2 separate regions of the Bombyx mori genome follow, and region 1 is linked to region 2. A link is a contact called in public Hi-C data. All regions are on one chromosome and are shown on one strand. The core of a region is the stretch at or near the end of the contact, and the rest is flanking DNA. Distances in the headings are between cores, read along the strand shown.

Region 1 (4,146 bases), core at 831-3,330, 39 kb after region 2:
AAGATTAAATTATTACAATTATTAACCTATATTTTTTGTTGATGTTCTAATAAATATATAAATAAATACATATGTTGATTTTAATAATTTTATTGCATTATGACGCAGACTAAAAAATGTTTTTGCACGTGAGTGTACCATGCGCAAACTTACCCCCACTACGTCAACAAATGCTCAAGAAGTTTGCCGGCTATTATACCTTTGGTTTTTTTCTGGTCACATTATTATTACGACAATGGTAAATAGATTTTAAATAGCTATCAAATTATTCTAGAGTCGTCGCTATGATCATAAGTAGGCTAATGAGTATTTCTGAGCCTGAAAGCAATTGATGACCGTTGAAATTTGCTGTAAAAGGCTATAGGCAAAATCATTAATGCTGCATAGCATTCTGTACTGGAACGAACTTCCCTTCTGTCTTGAGCTTTCTCATATCATTTCTTAAAGAACGGATTGAAGAAAGTAAATAGCGGTGGATAGTATATGTTCCACTGACATTTTCAATGTCCATGAGAGTCGATGACAACTTCCTATATGTGATACGCCAGTCTGCCTTCTAAAGCAACAAAAATACGATATTTACAATGCCTTGAGGTCGTCTCAATTTTTTTAACATTCTTCATCTGACTGAGATCGGTTTTCGATGAAGTCTGTTCTATTCTGAGTCAAATCCTATAAGTATTATAATCTTTCGACATTAATATCTGACGCCATTTTCAGAGATTGATTAATTTGAACGAACAACTATGTCTGTATTGTACCGTAGGAATGTACAGGTGCACTTCGGATATGAGGAAATAAATAATGAAACGGGTGCTTTTCAATGACAAAACAATGGTTTCACGAACAAAGGCGTTTACGCAAAAAATAAATTTTAATTTTTGCGTTGATATGAAAGAAAACAAAACAATATTAAAGACGGATTTATACGATTTATACTTTATATTATGTAACTGAAAGGATTTTAACAATAATTACTGAACAAGTATTAAATTTATGAACATCGTATTTTTGTATATATTTTAAGACCATCAAACTCGCTGATTTAGTTATTAAAATCAAAATTTCACAAGCGAAAATGTCAAAACACAAACAAATAAACGAAGACTGTAATCAGTAATTGTGTAAATACTACTAAAAATACTAATAAAATTTAGCGTAAAATGTAGTAGTAACAGGTAAATATTTTCTAAAACCTACATAGCATGGCAGCGATAGACATGGATCGTACGCTTTAACACATTTTTCTAGTGTCATTATCCAGACAAGAAAAGGGCGAATACCTTTGTATGACGTATGTATAGCTCGCATTTCCTCTTAAATATACTGAGGCAATTAGTAAACAACGTGGAGGTACTTCCGCCTTTATTTAGAAATAGCGCTGAATTTTACCTTATTTAAAAAACAGGTTTTAAACTCAGACCATATATATATTTCTAAGTTTCTGTACGTACAGAACAAACTATAAAGTCTGAGTCCCGAAAGCTCCCATTCGTCAAGACCTTTTTCTTCGCCTTTTCGTCGCTTTGATTTATTGTTCCCCGCATTTTTCTTTATAGGTTACTTTACGTTGTAAATAGATTATAGGAGACCAGTTTAATGGTACGAGTATAACGACATACAACAAAAAATAGACTTAGTACCAATAAATCAAGCATGAGTTCATACGATATGAATCTAAAATCTTAGTCTATATAGCCTCACTCAGGAACTTGTCACTATAAAGTAAACAATGAAGCGCAAAATGATTTTGGCTTTGCTCCAATTCAAAGAAATCATTGCCAAATTCATCTAAAACTGAATTTACGATTACCTACTTATTAAAATTTATGTGTGGGTACAATACATGCATCTACAAGTCGTTGTATGCACTAGATACGAAAGAAAGTTAGTTTACATTTTATTTATTTAGATTGCAGACCCACGTGATATTTCAGAAATATAGAGTTCGAAATTTATTTGATCGTAGCCAGTATGTGTGAGGAACGTGCATCGATATTTTGGCAAGTCCACGGGTGTGTGTCGCGGACGACCGATGCGATGGCATCATCGCCGTAGAGAATCGTGACGTCACCGCGCCTTTTCCAAACGTGGCCGCCAGACGAAAATAGTCCCCGCCTCGCCTCGCCGCCGTCCGCGGCCTCTTGCACCGTCAGTACCGTCACCGACAGAATTAGCGGCAAAGCAGCTGACAGCGACACCTAGCAGCCAACTTCAACCACTCTAACCAGATGGTCAACTGCAAACTAGTTATTTATGTTCGTGCAAAAATTTTGTCAGGGTCGAATGATTTTAAACATAGTACAACCAACAGAGAAAAATGATAATTTTGTTACTGTTTGCAGGTAGGCTAGAATCCAACTAGAACTTACGTTACCTAAATTTAATTTCGATACAATTTTAATGCTATTGCTTTTCCGTTATTGGTTTTATTTTTTATAGATCGTCAAGTGAGCTCACGATTTAAATAAAATTATTATAGGAAATGGTTACTAGAGATTTTGCAAGTAAATGCCAATTCGAGAAATGAAGTTGATGTCTCAATTGTATTTTAACACTGGCTGTCCTACACTTCAAACTGGAATGCAAAATTCTTTTACGATACAAAAATCTGGCTATAAGTACCTATTCGAACTCGCACTAGGCCTAACAGAAAATATAAATTAATATTGATTTTTCATTGAAAATGCATTTTGATATATTGAGAAGCTAAATTTGAAAACCATATTAATTTTGGTAGTTGCTTATTTTCATAGCAGCGTGATTTTAAATTTTTTTTAAATACAAACCGTTTTATTAAAATATTGTTTAATTCATTAGCTACGGTTACTTTACTATTATAAATGCTATTATATGATTAAGTTTGTATATCGGAAAACGAATATTATCTCTGGAATCACTGAACTAATTTTAAATCCATTTTCCTGGGCTATAAAGACTATTTTTATATTTTATGAATATGAGCTGCCTATTTATGTAAAACATCAGCTGGAGCTGATTCGTAATACGTTTATTTTGAAGGTCTTTTGGAAGGTACTTACTTTAAAGGAACGTCCAATGTAAATTAAAATTAACGATCCATAAGCGATTATAACATTAAAAAACACCGACACACAAAAACATTTTTACTGGTGGTAGGACCTCTTGTGAGTCGGCGCGGGTAGGTAACACCACCCCGCCTATTTCTGCCGTAAAGCAGTAATGCGTTTCGGTTTGAAGGGTGTGGCAGCCGTTGTAACTATACTTGAGACCTTAGAACTTATATCTCAAAGTGGGTGGCGCAATTACGTCGTAGATGTCTATGGGCTCCAGTAACCACTTAACACCAGGTAGGCTGTGAGCTCGTCCACCCATTTAAGCAATAAAAAAAATAAAAATAAGATATAATTTTCATCGATACACGATTCGTAATTTTTGATGTCGTCGGAAAAAATCGATTATGTCATCTCCATAATTTTGTTACATAATAATTTTATGCTTAGTCTTAATTTAAACATGGTCCAGGTTCAAGTTTACTAGTATTTCGTTTAATTAATGGAAACTACTATTACCGATTGGACGAGCCCACCCATATAAGCAATAAAAAAAAATTATATCTGAGCCGACTTAACCTAATAGGTGTGTATGGCTCTAATACAGAATTTAAAAAAAAAAAAAACATCTGCAGGTCAAATGCGGTCGAAAGGAAAAATTCAGAGGTATTTCTATCTAAGACGCACGCTAAATACTATATGCATTTTAAGTGGAAAGTTTTTCTCTATATAGTTGTAGCTTTCTCAGACATTTCCGTTTCAACAAGTTTCAAATCACATCCGTCGTATTCAAGTTTTCCCATGGGGCCCAAGCTAGGATTTTCTTCTGTGTTACGGACACCGAAAACACATACGAGACAAAAACAAAACAAATAGACCCTGTGCAATAAATATCTGACAAAGTAACGCATTTCGACCGAGAACCGTACCCGAGACACAGCAATTAGGGTCACCAACAACTTGACGAATGAGGTTTGGTTAAATTACTAAACGAATAATAATAGAAGATATTTTTAAACTAATTAATATTTCTCGAATAACTGAATTTGTGGACGAGCTCACAGCCCACCCGGTGTTAAGTGGTTACTGGAGCCCATAGACATCTACCACGTAA
Region 2 (3,960 bases), core at 341-2,840:
TTTATTTGTTAAATTTAGAAATATCTCAAAGTCGTCAGCACCGTAATTGTCAGCTGGTCAAATAAGGAAAACTAAGACTTTTTCACTATCTGACCACTACAATCGTGCGTGGGATGATAGAATTAATCGAGGCCCCTAATTAATGAAACATGACGTAATAAATAACTTATTTCGGTTGCAGAGCTATAAAGATCAAAATTGAACAATCATCGTGTTTACTATAAGAACGAAACAGTGATTCGTTGGATACGGGCGGAAGTTTAAGAGTCAGGAAACTCATAAAGAATTAATACTGAAACACGTCCACAGTTTGACAGACACTGGGACTACAGAGTATTTCTGGATTAGTACCGTGCGGAACGTTTAGTCACCATTTGTTTCATCCCGACTCGAATCGACCTTCCACAATATAAAGTTGACGAATAAAGCTATAAGCACGATCAATTAGCTGCCGCAAATCTATGAATTTAATAGCTATATATTACAGATTTAGGTGGGCCATGACAACACTGACTGTTGGCAATACGCAAAGAAAAGTCGACATCGCAAGCATGGAATGAAACATCTCTTACCGTTCACGTGTTTACATATCGCATCTTTATCCCTCAGCTCGACGAGTTCCTTTTCAATGTTCCATTGAGGTGATTCCGGCTTGCTGGACACCCTGCCAACGAAACGTTTGGACACATCAATAATTATTTCAAGCTCTATTGTTACAAAACAACCACGTACAGTTATTCAGTGCATGACAAAATGTCTCTTATTGTCTGACGTTCAAAGGTCAATGATCGCCTCACCACTCGAAGCTCACAACAGTCTTAGGTTCAAGACCGAGTAAACGACAATTGATCATATTTAACGTCACCGGTAAAAAAAAACATGATTCATATTTAATTTGAACGGAAGGTACATAATGAAATTTACTAACTACACATGAAGTACAATAATGACTAATTCACGTTTTATATGTATATAAGCACTGACCTAAATCGTTGTTTGATATTTTTGAATTTTGCTTACTGTCCATGTACCCATGTTAGCTGTTGTAACTATATTTGAGACGGCAGAACTTATATCTCAAGGTGGGTGACGCATTTACGTTGTACTGGTGGTAGGACCTCTTGTGAGTCCGCGCGGGTAGGTACCACCACCCTGCCTATTTCAGCCGTGAAGCAGTAATGCGTTTCGGTTTGAAAGATGGGGCAGCCGTTGTAACTATACTGAGACCTTAGAACTTATCTCAAGGTGGGTGGCGCATTTACGTTGTAGATGTCTATGGGCTCTAGTAACCACTTAACACCAGGTGGGCTGTGAGCTCGTCCACCCATCTAAGCAATAAATAAATAAAAAGATGTCTATGGGTTCCAGTAACCACTTAACACCAGGTGGGCTGGAGCTCGTCCATCCATCTAAGCAATAAAAATAAAAAAGTACTATTGAACAAAATGATGCTGCTAGAGAATAGAACAGTAGAAGTGAGGTGGAAATGGAAATGGAAATGTTTTTGTGTTGATACTCACTGCCTCGCTTGCCTTGAGCACCGGCGTAGCTCAGCTGCAAACACGCAGAATTCTCCGAATGTGAGAGTGAGCGATTTGCGACGCGCACACTGTCGTGCGCATACCAGCATCTCGAATACTACAACAACAACGTAACGTAAGTAATGTCGTTAATAAAGACAACCGCATTCCCGGCAAGGCAACTTGTACGGTCAACGTTTCTATTAAATAATAATTGTCGTACATAAACTATATAACATTCTTAAAATATTCAGAACAGTATTTGCCTTGTCATTATTATTATAATGCAGTGGCACGGAAATCTAACTGAAATCAATAGTCTCCTCTAGAAAAACTATACAGTGAACAACCAGTATAGTGCATGAAAAGAAAAATAAACCTTCGAAACCGCGTTAAAACTGTTAAAGTATGCGTGAAAGTTGTAATAACGATAATAATGATTTTTATTACCAGATTACGGGAAATATGTAAAGTTTATTTATTTATTTATTAAAAATGGTTCAGGATATGTTGCGCAAAATCGTATTAAGTTGTAATTAAGTGTCGATCCGGAAGTCCGCGTATGGATTTATAAGTTGCGAACAGTGGGGCAATAAACAAGAGTCATGAACTCATTGGGAGGTAATTGGTCATCAGTGAGCAATAGCGGTGAGATCACACGTTCGGCCTCATACAACCAACCTAAAAGCTTTGTATACATGTAATTGAACACGTTTATTTAATGTGAGAAATAAAAATCATAACTATTGATATCGTGATCATGCCATAAAGATAATAAAGAACTAAATACACGACAAGTAATATTTTTACTATTAAATATTTTTAGACATGCATCACTCTTGTATGAAACTATTGTACCTAAGTACAATAACTAGCGGGTTTTTTGTTCATGGATATGTTGAAACATGACAACAAGCCTTAGGAAAATAAAATTATTGATTCATTTATACGATGAAGTAGATTTCAGCATTTACAAATTTTACAGCTTACAGTTTTTTACATAGATAATAATAATTGTAAATACTAATGTTATAAATGCGAAAGTAACTCTGTCTCTCTGTCTCGCTTTCACGCCAAAACTACTGAATCGATTTAAATAAAATTTGGTATCGGGATATTCTAGAGCCTGAGAAAGGACATAGGCTACTTTTTAATACCAAAAAAGGGTTGTAAAAGGTTAAAAGGGGACGATGAAAAGTTGTATATTGTCATTTTTAGAGCTAAAAGCTTGAAACTTATTTTTAGACTGGGATTCGATATTAATAAATATGACAAGAAGCTTACACGTCAGGATAACACATAAGACTATAATATATAAAAATATAGTGTGAATTACCCAAAATATAACGATAAGTGTTAAGTAAATTTGAAGCAGTCGTGTCCTAAGAGATAAGACGTCCGGTGCATTCGTGTTGAGCGATGCACCTGTGTTCGAATCCCAGGCGGGTACTAATTTTTCTTATGAATTACGTACTCAACAAATGTTCACGATTGACTTCCATGGTGCAGGAATAACATCGCGTAATAATAATCAAACCCGCAAAATTATAATTTGCGTAATTACGGGTGGTAGGACCTCTTGTGAGTCCGCGCGAGTAGGTACCACCGCCCTGCCTATTTCTGCCGTGAAGCAGTAATGCGTTTCAGCTTGAAGGGTGGGGCAGCCGTTGTAACTATACTGAGATCCTAGAACTTATATCTCAAGGTGGGTGGCGCATTTACGTTGTAGATGTTTATGTGCTCCAGTAACCACTTAACACCAGGTGGGCTGTGGGCTCGTCCATCCATCTAAACAATGAAAAGAATATAAAAAAAGAAGTTCAAAATGAATAATTCACCATTTAAAATACTAAAAGTTATTTAGGTTATGTCCTTTTTTTGTATAAAAACTAACACTAAAAACAGCCAATCCACGATAGCAAAATTACAAATCTGTTCATAAATAACAAAAGTTTTGGTTGTTTAAAATTTAATCTAGACAAAGGGCGCATTATTTTTGTACAATGACATCAACGATTAATATAGCGAAACAAAGGAACAGAACGTCCCGGTCTTCTTCTTATCTTAGAATCTTAGAATTTTCCTAGCGGATTCAAATTATTTATTATTTGCATATAATTAGAATTCATTATCACATATGCCCTACTTGGGCTTTTTATAAGCCCGACATCAATTAACTATCAAATTCAATCCACGCGGGAATTTCCTGCCATTTATTCTTGTGCCTGGAAATAAAATCGCACAAAACCGTTTGAAAAAGGGTAGGATTTATTGAAAAAGAGAGAGAGAGGGGTATGATTTTCTTCTTCATTCAAAAAATTATAGTCATGCCATTGTTTCTTGGTGACGTGGTCAAAGTGGCTTTAAATTTGGACATTTCTAAAAAACTAATCCAAAATAATTTGAATTTAGTTCATAGTATTAAATTCATAGTCAAATT

Evidence for each region. Hi-C and Micro-C count contacts between places; a contact is called where the count stands out from the background.
Region 1: a Hi-C map of whole pupa shows a contact between it and region 2, with 1.9 times the contacts expected there. The contact joins two enhancer-like sites. A contact is called at or near these places in 4 of 7 Hi-C or Micro-C datasets (middle silk gland, midgut, posterior silk gland and 1 more).

The regions. Positions count from the first base shown.
Region 1 is chr15:8,229,526-8,233,671 of ASM3026992v2, forward strand. All of the region lies in intron 2 of LOC101738615, which reads right to left. Among protein-coding and RNA genes, the nearest start is that of LOC101738615, 8.4 kb to the right of the region's middle. Within about 2 kb of position 2,081, at least 8 of the 8 cell types and tissues checked have open chromatin away from gene starts, as enhancers often do.
Region 2 is chr15:8,190,836-8,194,795 of ASM3026992v2, forward strand. LOC101738615 reads right to left here. Exons shown (of 13, transcript XM_062672540.1): 4 at 1,521-1,638; 5 at 573-664. It overlaps LOC119629597 (a long non-coding RNA gene), which reads left to right. Exons shown (of 3, transcript XR_005245559.2): 3 at 182-989. Among protein-coding and RNA genes, the nearest start is that of LOC119629597, 5.0 kb to the left of the region's middle. Within about 2 kb of position 1,591, at least 3 of the 8 cell types and tissues checked have open chromatin away from gene starts, as enhancers often do.